Linked DNA regions of Capra hircus: region 1 is linked to region 2. A link is a contact called in public Hi-C data. All regions are on one chromosome and are shown on one strand. The core of a region is the stretch at or near the end of the contact, and the rest is flanking DNA. Distances in the headings are between cores, read along the strand shown. Region 1 overlaps ZFR2 (zinc finger RNA-binding protein 2). Region 2 holds the start of TJP3 (tight junction protein ZO-3).

Evidence for each region. Hi-C and Micro-C count contacts between places; a contact is called where the count stands out from the background.
Region 1: a contact with region 2 is called in a Hi-C map of blood, with 5 times the contacts expected there. The contact joins the enhancer-like site here to the promoter of TJP3 in region 2. A contact is called at or near these places in 2 of 5 Hi-C or Micro-C datasets (both in blood).

Annotation. Positions count from the first base shown.
Region 1 is chr7:90,414,050-90,421,032 of ARS1.2, forward strand. All of the region lies in intron 1 of ZFR2 (zinc finger RNA-binding protein 2), which reads right to left. Among named protein-coding and RNA genes, the nearest start is that of ZFR2, 9.9 kb to the right of the region's middle. Within about 2 kb of position 2,017, at least 1 of the 5 cell types and tissues checked has an H3K27ac peak or open chromatin away from gene starts, as enhancers often do.
Region 2 is chr7:90,307,252-90,313,783 of ARS1.2, forward strand. It overlaps TJP3 (tight junction protein ZO-3), which reads left to right and starts at 2,084. Exons shown (of 21, transcript XM_018050840.1): 1 at 2,084-2,293.

The sequences.
Region 1 (6,983 bases), core at 767-3,266, 110 kb after region 2:
CGAGGACGTGGGAAGAAGGCAGCCATCTGTGGGCCAAGGAGAAAGGCCTTGGGAGAAACAAACCCTGCTGGAACCTTGGTCTTGAACATGCAGCTTCCAGACTGTGAGCAATATATGCGTTGTTTAGGCTGCCCAGTCTGTGGTGCTCTGTTATGATGGCCCAAGCGGACTAGGCAGGCAGTGAGGGCTGTGGATGGGAGAAGCTGAGGGCCCTTAGAGGACATGACACACATGGGCCTCAACCAGCCTGGTGGAAGTGGGGAGAAGACGTACGAGACTTCAGGCCTCCTGCACAAAGTCCGGCCATGCTGGTGGCTGGTAGTAGAGAGCTTTGCAAACACCTAAATGGGGGCTTGCCAAGCAGTCAAGTAAATAAATGTTTGGTGACAATGATCAGAGCAGTAGCTGTGATCCCAAAGGGAACACTAGGCCCACCATATGCTAAGTCACTGCTCACAACAGCATGGTCTGGGAGGATCACGGGTGTCCTGGCATTTATTTAGCAGAGCAAGCTCTGTGAGGAAGCAGAGCACAGATGCCCTGAAGCTGTGGGGCGGGGGTGCTGGGGATGTGCAGGTCCTATGGTCTCACACCCTTCTCAGGAGTGGCATGGTGGAGCCCAGCTAGACCGGTAGAGAAACGGAAGGGATTTACAGCAAGGCTTGGACAGTGTGGCCACACCTGCCCACTGCCTGTTTTTGCACAGCCCATGAGCAGAGAATGGATTTTGCATTTTTAAGTGGTTGGAGAGGGTTAAGAGAGTACGATTTCATGACACGTGAAAAGTATACGAAATTCACATCAGTGTCAAAATATAAGTTTTGATGGCCCACAGCCTCATCCGCTTGTTTACATCTCGTCTTCAGCTGCTTCCACCCTAGGGTGGCAGAGCTCTGTAGTGGCGACATGTATGATACAGTCTGCTGCTGTGGGCTGAATGTCTGTGTCTCTGCAAAACTGTTATGCTGAACCCCCTTCCCCTGAATATGATGTTAGGAGGTGGGGCCTTTAGGAGGTAATTTAGCATTAGATGAGGTCATGAGGGTGCGGCCCCTGAGATGGGATCAGTGACCTTATAAAAGTCATAGGACTAAAGTGAATCAGACGGAGGAGAAATATCGAATGACATCCCTTATATGTGGAATCTCAAAAGAAATAATACAAATGAACTCACTTACAAAATAGAAAAAGACTCACAGACTGAGAGAATTAATTTATGGGAATTTACGGTTGGTGGGGGGGAAGGATGGGGGAAAAGGATAGTTAGGGAATTTGGGATGGGCACATACACATTGCTATGTTTAAAATGGATAACCAGCAAGAACCTATGTATAGCACAGGGAACTCTGCTCAACGTTATGCGGCAGCCTGGACGGGAGGGGAGTTTGGGGGAGAATGGATACATGTATATGTATGGCTGAGTCTCTTATCTGTTCAACTGAAACTATTACAACAATGAGAATCAGCTACACCCCAATACAAAATAAAAAGTTAAACAGTCACAGGAGGGCTTCCTCCATCCTCTGCCCTCCTTTATGTGAGGACAAACAGAAGTCAGTGTCTGCAACCCGGAGAGGGTTCTCAGCAGAGCCCAGCCCTGTCTGTGCCCCGATGGCAGACCTCCAGCCATGAGAACCCAGGAATAAACTGTTACTTACAAGTCATCCAGTCTGTAGTGTTTGGTCACAGCAGACTGAACTAAGACACCCACAGAGTGGAAAATATTTACCCTCTGACCCTTTACAGACAAGGTTTGCTGATCCCTGGCTTAAAATAGCCATCATTGGGACTTCCCTGGTGGTCCAGTGGTTAAGACTTCAAGCTTCCAACGAATGGGGTGTGGGTTCAATCCCTGGTTGGGGAACTCAGATCTCACGTGCCATGTGGCTGAGCCAAAGACAAACAAACAAATCAGCTACCCATTACTTTGCTCTTCACCCTGTGGGCTGCACTGGGCTGGGCTGCAACTGAGGTCGGTGGCAGGCAGCTCTGCTCCTGGAGAGCAGGGCCTGCACCAAGGCCCTCCTCCCTGTGGCATCTCCTCCTCCAGTGGGCTAGTCTGGGGTCCCCCATGTTGTAGCAGGGTACCCCCGAGAATGGACGGGATGTGGGCAGAGGCTCTGGCAGTCTAGGCTTAGAATCAGATTAGCAGCTCAAACAGATGCTTCTACATGACACCATAGAGTGGGAACTTAGAAATTGCTCAGTTCTGGAGACTGCGGAGTCTGAGACCAAGACACCAGCAGACCCAGTGTCTGCTGAAAGCCCGAGTCCTGGTTCAGAGATGGCTGCCTTCTTGCAGTGTCTTCACATGGCACTTCACAAGGGATGAGAGGGCTCTCTGGGGTCCCTTTAAAAGGGCACTAATCCCATTCAAGAGGCACTGTCCTCATGACCTTATCACCACTCAAAAGGCACCAATTCCTAACACCATCAACTTAGGGGTTAGGTTTCAATATATAAATTTGAGGGGGGACATAAACCTTCCATATATGCACATACGGTGATATCACTTCCACTGCAATCTATGGGCCAAGGAGAGGCATGAGAAAGCCTGGCTCCAGGGCCAGAGAAATAGATGTATTTTCCCAATGGGAAGAGTGCAAGGTCCCAGTGGAAAGAATGTAAGAAGGAATTCCTTCCTGGTGGCTCAGTGGTAAAGAATCTACCTTCCAATGCAGGAGACTCAAGTTTGATCCCTGAGTCAGGAAGATCCCCTGGAGAAGGAAATGGCAATCTACTCCAATATTCTTGCTTTGGAAATCCCATGGACAGAGGAGACTGGCAGGCTACCGTTCATGGGGTCACAGAGGCAGACACAACTTAGCAACTAAACCAATACCGTAAGAAGGAAAGACATAAATGACAGGGGTATTTTGGCCACGGATCTACCACATGGAGGTTTTAGGAGCTGGGAGTGCCAAAAAACAGCTCATGGGAAATCCTTACAGGCTTGGCCCGTATGATTGTCAAAACCTAGGTAATCTAGATCAGCGTTCTCATCTGGGGTGGTCATGCCCCAAGGGGACACAGGGTGCTAGTGGGGACATTTTTGGTTACTTTGGGGGGCTCTTGGCATTGATAAGTGGGGGCCAGGGATGCTGCTCAACACCCCACAGTGCCCAGGATGGCCCCACAGGGAACAATCTGGCCTGGACATCAGCAGGGCTGCTGCTGAAGAGATTCAGGTCTGCAAGGTCGGGGTGCCCAGGGGTGGGGGATTAGAGGCTAACATGGGGGGGGGCGGTGCGGTGGGGAGCGGCAGGTAAGTTAGCAGCGGAGGCTGTCACTCCCGCCCAAGCTCCCTGCTCCAAGTTTGAAGGGGTAGTCCCCACACCTCTTCTCTAGCTCCCCTTGGTGAGAGGTCAATTTCTAATTTTTTTGGCTGTGATACGTGGCATGCAGGATCTGAGTTCCCCAATCAGGGATCAAACCCACCCCTCTGCAGGGAAGTGTGGAGTCTTAACTGCTTGACCAGACAAGGGAAGTCCCGAGAGGTCAGTTTCTAATAGCCTTTTTCAGGACCCTTTTAAGAATGAGATGAAAGCTGTGACTTCCTGCCCTCTCAGATGCCCTGGACATGGCATAGTTTTGCCTGTAATTACCTGGGGCTTCACAGGCCCAGGTAACTTGGAAGGACATTGCTCTCCCATGGGGGAGAGGGTAAAAGGTAAAGTTTATTTGGCCCTGCATGACATGGCATATTCCCTTCTCTCGGAGTGGGGCTGGGGAGAGGAATGTAATCAATGTTCTTTCAAGGGCAAGACCGCCCCCTGTCGTCAGTCCCCTCAAGATGAAAACTGCACAGGAACAAATGAGATGTGCCCTGAGAGCAAGGTGGAAGGAAGCGGCTGAGGATCCAAGGGCTCTGCATGAGGACTGAGGGCCAGGGACCAGGGAAAAGCTGACAGGGTTTCAAGCTAGGAACTGGGGGCGCTGCAACCTAGGGGCTGGGACAGGAGCCACACCACCTGGTTTCCAACCCTGTCTCTGCTCACTGTGGGGCCTTGAGCGAGTCACTTAGTCTTTCCTGACCTCAGTTTACTCACCTGAGAATGGAACGCCTACCTTTTGGGAGAGTGTGACAAACAAAAACTCATGTGCTACAGTGCCTCGCACCGGAGCTCACAAGGCCTCCCAGGGTGGCCAGCTCTTCCCATTTTAAGCAATCCCCTATAAATTTCTGAAAAGTCTCCCAACTTTACAGTATTGGCTCCAAATTTAAATATTTTTTTTGTGCTCAGTCATGTCTGACTCTTTGCGACTCCACAGACTGTAGCCTGCCAGGCTCCTCTGTCCACAGAATTTTCCAGGCAAGAATAATACTGGAGTGGGTTTCCATTTCCTACTCCAATTCAAATATAGCAAGCAAAAAAAAACCCACTGCAGAGAGCAGGTGTGAGAATCCAGCGTAGTCTGCAGGAGATTCCTGAGCAAGAGCAGGGCGCTGGGAGGGAGTGTTGAGGAATGCAGTCATGAACTGACCCCAGGCTCACAGGGTGTGCCACTGCAACACAGCGCTCAGGACACGGTCCTTGTGACGAGGACCCAGCGGTTGCCACCTGCCCTGCCTTGCCTGGGAGCGGGGAGCTGAGGCAGGAAGCTGCAGGAAGGCACCGGCACCTGTGGGCTCAGGAAGAGCAAGGCTGAAGCACGTCTGAGTGACACAGACTCAAAGTCCTAGCTGGCGTCCACATCTATGGGCCCCAGGTAAGTATCCTCTGATGGCTTTCTGGTCTGAATTCTGCTTCAGGGAGCCAGGCTTTTTTGGGTGACTAAACATCTAGATAAAATTTTTAACTTGTTTTATTATTCTTATTGTATTTACTTGTAATTTTTGTGTCACATGGCATGTGGGATCTTAATTCCTGGACCAAGGATCAAACTGGAGCGCCCTGCACTGGAAGTGCGGCCATAAAATTTTGGAATGGAGAGACCCATGGATGTCATTTTGTTCAGTGAGTCACCGAGCTGATGGGGACATGGAGGGGATACATCTGGGGAGGCTAGGTTTCCCGACCTGGGGGTCTCTCCCATGGGACACACTCTGGTTGCTCCTATAAGGCCAACCATGAAGGACATGTCAGATCTTGAGCACAGACCTCACTTCAGAAGGGCACACACCTGAGGGATCTACAGGTAGATGAAATGTCCCAGGGACCTTCAGGAGGAACGACAGGTCATTCTAGGTTTGCCGTAACACCTCTGCTGGAGACTGCTTTCAAAGAATCGTTCACAGTGAGAACACACACAGGATCAAAAACATGCAGAGTTTGGGGCAGAAAAAATCAAGTGGAAAAAAAAGATTTTCCTGGAAACACAGTGGTGAGAAACCTCACACAATAATTGCTTTTAAAATCATGGACTTCCCACCTATTGTATAGCACATTGAACTTCTGCTCAATGTTATGTGCCAGCCTGGATGGAAGGGGAGCTGGGGGGAGAAAGGATATACATGTATATGTATGGCTGAGTCCCTTCGCTATTCACCTTAAACCACCACCACGTCATTAATCAGCTATAGGTGTTAAAATAAATAAATAAATAAAATCACGGGCTTCCCTGGTGGTCCCGTGGCTAAGAGTCCACCTTCTAATGCAGGGGCTGCAGGTTTGATCCCTGGTCAGCGAGCTCAGATCCTGCACACCTCACGGCCAAAAAATCAAGACATAATACAGAAGTTAACAGTTAACAGTTTACTATTTTAACAGTATTTGTTACAATACTGTAACAAATTCAATAAAGACTTTACAAAATGGTCCACATTAAAAAAAAAAAAAAATCAAGGACTCTTCCCTCCAGGGCAGAGATCTTCACTCACTCATTTATTAGCCCTGCTCCTAACATTCCCCCTGCCCATCCCGTGGCTTAAACTAAACCAGACTGAGGGGTTAAACCTGAGTGCGGGACAGTTAGACATCTCAGCCTAGATGATCACAAACTCTGCAGGGCTATGGGGAGAAAACCCTGGCTTTGGCATCCTGACCCAGGTCAGCTCCCCAGGTGTGTCTGTGACTCCTCACATGGCTGAGGAACATTCAGGGGTTAGGGTTAGGGTAAGGCTAACATGCTCACTCAAGACATTCATCAGGGAGGAGGTGTTCAGATGTTTTATTGGCAATGAGATCACATCTGTTACTTTGTGTGTACACGCATATATACACACCCAGAGAGATGACCTCGTTTGGCACTTCAGTTGACAAGGGTTTTATGTCAAAACATATGACATACCGTACATTTATACCCGTAACAATTCTGATTTTTTCTAACGGATTTTTTTTTTTTTTACCACGAAAGCTATATGCATTCTCCATATGAAATGCCCATTTCGGATCCAGGGATGCCCAGAAAACGCCCTGGAAAGTTTTAGATCTGATGCACTAAATCCTTGGGCTCTTAGGAAGAGGATGGAGAATTTCATTCCTCTGCCCTCATCTGCAACCTTCTTTGAAATGTAGTCAGGAGACCCCAGCTCCCCTGTCAGGGCCAGCCTGAGCCTCCACAAAGAGTCACAGGATGGCTGGACATTCCCGAGGCAGGGGTTTGAGACCGCTGACGGGAGCTTCCTAAGCCTCAAGGGTGAGCCACGTTGTTTGGCAGTGAAACTCCAAGAATCCTCTTCTGTTCTTCTGAAAAGGAATGTAGTTCTCACGTGGAGGGTGGCTGCATGGTTAACGCTGTGGGTCAGATGCTTAAGAACGCCGTCTTGTTGATACATGCTGGTTAAGCTAAACAGAAAGCGTTATGTATACACACACACCGCCCCCCACCCCACCCCACCCCCCCGCCAAAGAAGTGCAGGTCAACCAGGATCAGTGTGGCTGCGCCTCTTTACTGCAATGAACCAAACCCTTAAAAGGCGGCTCTGGGCACACCGAGGGCTCATTCATGGTTCCAGCCCTCTCCTGCTGTTTCAAGGGGCAGAAGAACCTCCACAGCCATGTTGGTGCTGGTCTAGCGCATGTGCCTCTTGCGTCAACCCA
Region 2 (6,532 bases), core at 834-3,333:
CACCATCATGATTATCTGGGTTGTGAAGATCTTTTTTGTACAGTTCTTCTGTGTATTCTTGCAACCTCTTCTTAATATCTTCTGCTTCTGTTAGGTCCAGACCATTTCTGTCCTTTATCGAGCCCATCTTTGCATGAAATGTTCCCTTGATATCTCTAATTTTCTTGAAAAGATCTCTAGTCTTTCCCATTCTGTTCTTTTCCTCTATTTCTTTGCACTGATCACTGAAGAAGGCTTTCTTATCTCTTCTTGCTATTCTCTGGAACCCTGCATTCAGATGCTTATATCTTTCCTTTTCTCCTTTGCTTTTCGCCTCTCTTCTTTTCACAGGTATTTGTAAGGCCTCCCCAGACAGCCATTTTGCTTTTTTGCATTTCTTTTCCATGGGATGGTCTTGATCCCTGTTTCCTATACAATGTCATGAACCTCCCTCCGTAGTTCATCAGGCACTCTGTCAGATCTAGGCCCTTAAATCTATTTCTCACTTCCACTGTATAATCATAAGGGATTTGGAATAAGCAAGACCAAATTCCTACCTCAGAGAGGAACCATCTAAGGGAACTCCCTGGTGGTCCAGGGGTTAGGACACAGTGCTCTCACTGCCAAGGGCCACGGTTTGATTCCTGGTCAGGGAACTAAAATCTCACAAGTTACTTGTGTGGCACAAAGAAAAAAAGAGAGAGAGAGAGAGACATCTAGGAGAAACAGATAAACAAGCAGACAACACTCAAGGCATTTCAGCTGTTAATAAATACTTTAAAAATAATAAAGATATTGTACAGCAGCAAGAGAATGTGATCAAAAAAGGCTCCTCAGTTGATATGTGCTTTTTGTTGTTGTTTAGTCACTGAGCACTTATCCCAGTGTTTTCCAGTAGAACTACAAGGTGATGTAAAATTTTAAATGTCATTTAAAGTTTTCTAGCAACCACATTTCTTAAGAAATTAAAAAAACCTGGGACTTCCCTGGTGGTCCAGTGGTTAAGACCCTACAGTTCCAATGTAGGGGGTGTGGGTTTCATCCCGTGGTCAGGGAACTGAGATCCAACATACTGTGGGGGATGCCCAAAAATTAATAAATAAAAATAAAACAAGCAGGTGACGTTACTTTTAACAATATATTTCATTTAACCCAGTACATTCAAAACCATTGTCATCTCTACAGGGAATCGATGTGTAAAACTAATGAACTATTTTAGGTTCTTTTCTGCAGAGCGGCTCTTCCAAATCCTGTGTGTATCTCACCCAGCTCTCATTCATTCAGACCAGCCACCTGTGGGTAGAGATTAGAAAGTGCTGCGCTGCTGTGTGCCCAGCAAAGCTCTGAGCGCTTTATGGACCAACATTCATTCAGTTACTCAAGGAAACAGCCCTAGGAGCAGAAGCCAGTGTTGTTTCCGTTTTTAAACATTTTGCCCTTGTTTGTTTTTATTGGAGGGTAGTTGCTATACAATGTTTCATGTTGTTTCTTGTTTTGGGGGGTGGGGGTTGATTTTTTTGTTTTGGCCAAGAGGCGGGGAACCTGGAATTCCAGTTCCCTGACCAGAGATCGAACCCATGACCCCCTGTATTGGGAGCACAGTCTTAACCACTGGACTGCCAGAAAGTCTCTGTTTCCATTTTTTTGAGAAGAGGAAACTGAGGGGGCCCCATGACCTGCCCAAAGCTGCCCAGCTGGGAAGTGATAGAAAATTCTGAGTAGGGATTCTGCCACTCATGTGGGGGTAGAGAAGCAGATTTTGTGCTCAGATCCTCAGGAAGGGAAGGAGTAGTCCCTCCACCAGATGCGAGACAGTGCCTGGAGGAAAGCAGGGGGAGCGATGGGGAGGGGGGTGAGGGGGGACCGTGCGAGGGTGCGGGCGAGGGTGCACCATTCATTCACTCAGTTCTAAATTTATTCTACCAATGTCTTCCACCTGCCACATGGGCCCATCTCTTGCTGATGCCAAGGGCTTGGCGGTAGTCAGTGCAAGTGGAATGGGACTGGGCATCCCTGGCTTCCGGGCAGGCAGGGGTTAAGGCCAGCGGCTCCCACGTGAGTGTACCTTGCGACAGAACCGCACACCCAACCAGGTCTCTCTCACTCTCGCCAGTCGGCTTGTGGTTGTCGCCCTGCTGGTTCCCCCTGGCACGGGACTGGCCAGTCTGTGGCCACCACAGAGAGGAAAAGTTGGGCAAACAAGTGGGCAGGCCAGAGCCCAAGCCTCAGGTCCCCTCCCCGCCCCTGATGCCAGGCGGACATCCAGGCCCTGACTGCTGCTGCCTGCCCAGAGGCCACCCAGCCTCCTAGACAGGTGAGTCCCCCACCCCGATCGGCCTACCACCCCAAAGGTACTGTCCAGATGGGGCTCCCCACCATGAGGTCCCGGGCCCCTGCCACCTCCCCCCACGACCAGGCTCCCGGGAAATCGGGAAACCGACACTCCTGTGTGGGCATTTGACATAGTTTCTAAGGGATTATCTGGCCGGCAGTTACTGCCCCTGGCAGCCTGCCCAGGGCGCCACAGCCACAGACTTCAGAGGGTCATTGTTGGCCCAGGCTCTTTCAGGAAGGCTGAGGGGGTACCAGCTGGCCTCTGATCCCCCAAACTGAGGAGAGGAGGTTGGCAGGGAGGTGGCAGGTGAGACAAACTAGCACCTGGTTGGTATCTGGACCTCCTGGAACTTCTTAAGAGGCCCCCAAGTTTTCAAACAGTTGCATCTCGTCTCCCTCCACCCCTGCTGCTGGAGCCGGGGGCGACAAGGGTCCTGGGGGAGGAGGGCTTATCTCCTTATCTCGATTTCTTCTCTGGGTGAAATCTTCCTATGGAGAAATGAAGCAATGAGTGGGTGGATGGTTTTCAGGCAAAGGAAGATTAGACCCTCGAGAAGACAAGAGTCCCGTGGCAGGAGATTTTCTGGGTCATTTTCTCCCAAAAAGTGCAGGACAAAGAGGGTGTCCTAGCCAGCCAAGTGTCTGATTGCACCTCAAAGCTCTTTGTCCGAGACGAAGAGGGCCCTCTGCGGCTCAGAATGCATGAGTGTCCCAGTTGCAGGGTAAGGGGGTGGGGGGCAGCTGGCATTTGGAGTCACTCCTGGGAAACAGAGATGCTAAGATTCAGGGTCTGAGGGGTTAGGAGGGAATATACCTCGGCTGGAGTTTGGATAGAGAAAAACCCATGGCATCAGAGAGATCTGACTTCAGTTTTCTACTCTGTGAAATAGGTATAATTAGAGACACCATGTCACAGGGCTGCTGAGAATGGCATATGCTAGAGCATGTAATAAATTCCCAGTCATGCAAGGGACAGGGTAAACTGCCCCCCACCAAAATCAGAATGCCAAACCAGGGGCAACATCTCATTGCCTTCCTGTTTTGCACAGGTCAAATCCAGGCTCAGAGAGGGGCAGCCACCTGCCCCGGGCTGCACAGGGAAGTAGTGCCGTCAGCCTGATGGGAGTGACGATGCGGAGAGTGGGGGAGGGGTGGGGGCTGCCTAAGCCCCCCACCAGCCAATACCCCAGTTTCAGCATCTTGTTAGAGTCCTCCCTCCCTGGCTCAGGGCTTCCTTATGGCCCCGGTTCTGAGAAAAGTCCACTGCGGGAGTCTGGGTTCCTGTTCTTCCTCCTCAGGTCTGGCCTGGTGCCAGGGAAGCTGTGTTTGCTCAAGGCGGAGCCTGACACCCTTTGGAATGGGCTGAGGTTAGCCAGGATCATGCCTGGGAGGAGGGGCTGCCCAGGGAATGAACCTGCATTTAAGGAGCACCCACTACTGTGTGCTGAGTGCTGTTCCCGGTCTCGGGGATCCAGGGGGCAATCAAGAGAAACAAAGATCCCGGCTCTTGTGGGGCTTGTGTTTTGGTGGAGGAAGACAGACAAGAAACAAGAGACAATGAGGAAGTAAACTACATCCTGGGTTAGAAAAGGGTCAGTCTCACAGGAAAAAAAAAAAAAGAAAGAGGTACAGCTGCTACTGCTGCTGCTAAGTCGCTTCAGTTGTGTCCGACTCTGTGCGATCCCATAGACCGCAGCCCACCAGGCTCCTCTATCCCTGGGATTCTCCAGGCAAGAATACTGGAGTGGGCTGCCATTTCCTTCTCCAGTGCATGCATGCTAAGTCGCTTCAGTCATGTCCGACTCTGTGCAACCCCATGGACAGCAGCCCACCAGGCTCCTCTGTCCACGGACTTCTCTAGGCAAGAGTACTGGAGTGGGTTGCAGGGATAGGAGTAAAACAGGCAAGGAAGTATTTCACAATCTTAAGTAGAAAGATCAGGGGAGAACTCGTTGCTTTTCAGCTGCTCCATTATGTCCAATTCTTTGTGACCCCATGGACCTCTGGCAGCATGCCAGGCTTTCCTGTCCTTCACTATCTCCTGGAGTTTGCTCAAGCTTATGTCCATTGAGTCAGTGATGCCATCCAACCATCTCTTCTCCTGTTGCCTCATTCTCCTCCTGCCTTCAATCTTTCACAGCATCATGGTCTTTTCCAATGAGTCAGCCCTTCGTATCAAGTGGCCCAAGTACTGGAGCTTCAGCTTCAGCATCAGTCCTTCCAATGAATATTCAGGGTTGATTTCCTTTAGGATTGACTGGTTGGATCTCTTTGTAGTCCAAGGGACTCAAGAGTCGTCTCCATCACCACAATTTGAAAGCATCAGTTCTTCAGCGCTCAGCCTTCTTTGTGGTTCAACTCTCACATCCATACATGACTATTGGAAGAACCATAGTTTTGTTGGCTCAGGGCGACAAAGTAATATCTCTGCTTTTTAATACATTGTCTAGGTTTGTCATAGCTTTTCTTCCAAGGAACAGACGTCTTGTAATTTCGTGAACTCATTGAGAAGGGGACATTTGAGCAGAGACTTGAATGGAGCAGTTGGGGGAGGGGCATTCCAAGCGCAAAACACAGCCTGTGCAAAGGCCCTGGGGCAGGATTGTGCCTGGTGGAACAGCTGGGAGGCCTCTGTGGATGGACAGAGGGGAGAGAAAGAGACATGGGGAAGGCCTGGAGGGGACTGGACAGGTCCTGCAGGACGTTGTGAGCCTCTGGAAGGACTCTGGCTTTTATGCTTAGGGAGGTGGGAGACCTGGAGAGCTGTGAGCAGAGGAGGGGTGGGGCCTGACTCTGGCGCTCACGGTTGCCGTCTGGTGGCTGCTGCAGGGAGGACAGACTGGAGGGTGAGGATGGAACCAGGGACCTGCTGGTCCAGGTGGGCGAGGATGGGGTGAACCAGGTGGAGGCTCAGAAGGAGAAAGAAGTGGGAGGATCCTGGACACATTTTGGGAGAACTAAGAGCATTTGCTGACATATGAAAGACAGGGTTCAGGGTGATTAGGAAGAAAAGTGGGAAGAATGTTCTGGGACTTGAAGATGTAAACAGGTAAGAGGGAGTAGGTGGAAATTTCTTGAGGGAGGAGCCTTGGATGCTAGAGGGAAGGTTTTCAGTGTAATGGAGGTAAGGGATTTTTTTTTTTTTTCAAAAAAATATAAAAGCATGACTATAACATAAAACAAACAAGGCCTTCCCTGGTGGTCCAGTGGCTAAGACTTCAGGAGTTCCCAACGCAGAGGGCCTGGGTTCAATCCCTGGTCAGTAAACTAGATCCCACATGCTGCAACTAAGACCTGGTGCAGCCAAATAAGCAAAAATAAATATTTAAAAATAAAACAAACAGTGCTTTATGAGTTTACTTAACTCATTAATTAATATGGGAAATAATAAGATCTTACAGCTTGTTTAAAGGAGAGACTATTATGAAAGAACACACACAGGCAATCAAGGCTGAAATGAAATAACAAATAGTTCTAAAACTGGTCAATAACCACAGGACAACAATCAATAGTCTCCACAGGACAAAATTCATTTATACGTCTATGGACAAGAATCATTTGCAATGTTACAAGTTTCCTGCAACTTTGTTGTTGTGAAGTCCTTAAGTCATGTTCGATGCTTTTGCACCCTTGTGCACTGTAGCCCGCCAGGCTCCTCTGTGCATGGGATTTCCCAGGCGAGAATACTGGAGCGGGTTGTCCTGTCCTCTTCCAGGGGATCTTTCCGACCCAGGGATCGAATCCAAGTCTCTCTTGTGTTGGCAGGTGGGCTCTTTACCACTGAGCCTCCAGGGAAGCCACTCCTGTAATTTACAGGGATGTAAAAAAATTTGAAGACCATAAGAAGCTCAGAAAACTAAGAGGAGTGCCCAGAGCCTGGCATTGATCAGATGCTCAATAAATATCCTTGACCAAAGGCTAGGGAACTATGGAATGTTCTTGAGCTAAAGCCACAGCTTTTTAGCCACACACTAATTGCTGACACTGTTCTGTTTATTCATTTATTTTGGTCGAGACACACAACATGTGGGATATTTGTTCCCTGACCAGGGCTCAAACCCACATCCCCTACAGTGGAAGTTCAGAGCCTCAACCACTGGACAGCCAGGGAAGTCCTCAGACTATTACTGGCATGTCTGTTCTGAAAGTCTGTGAGCCCTACTTCTGCAGTGTCCTGAGTTCCTAGTATAGTGCCTGGTATGCAGTAGGTGCTCCATAA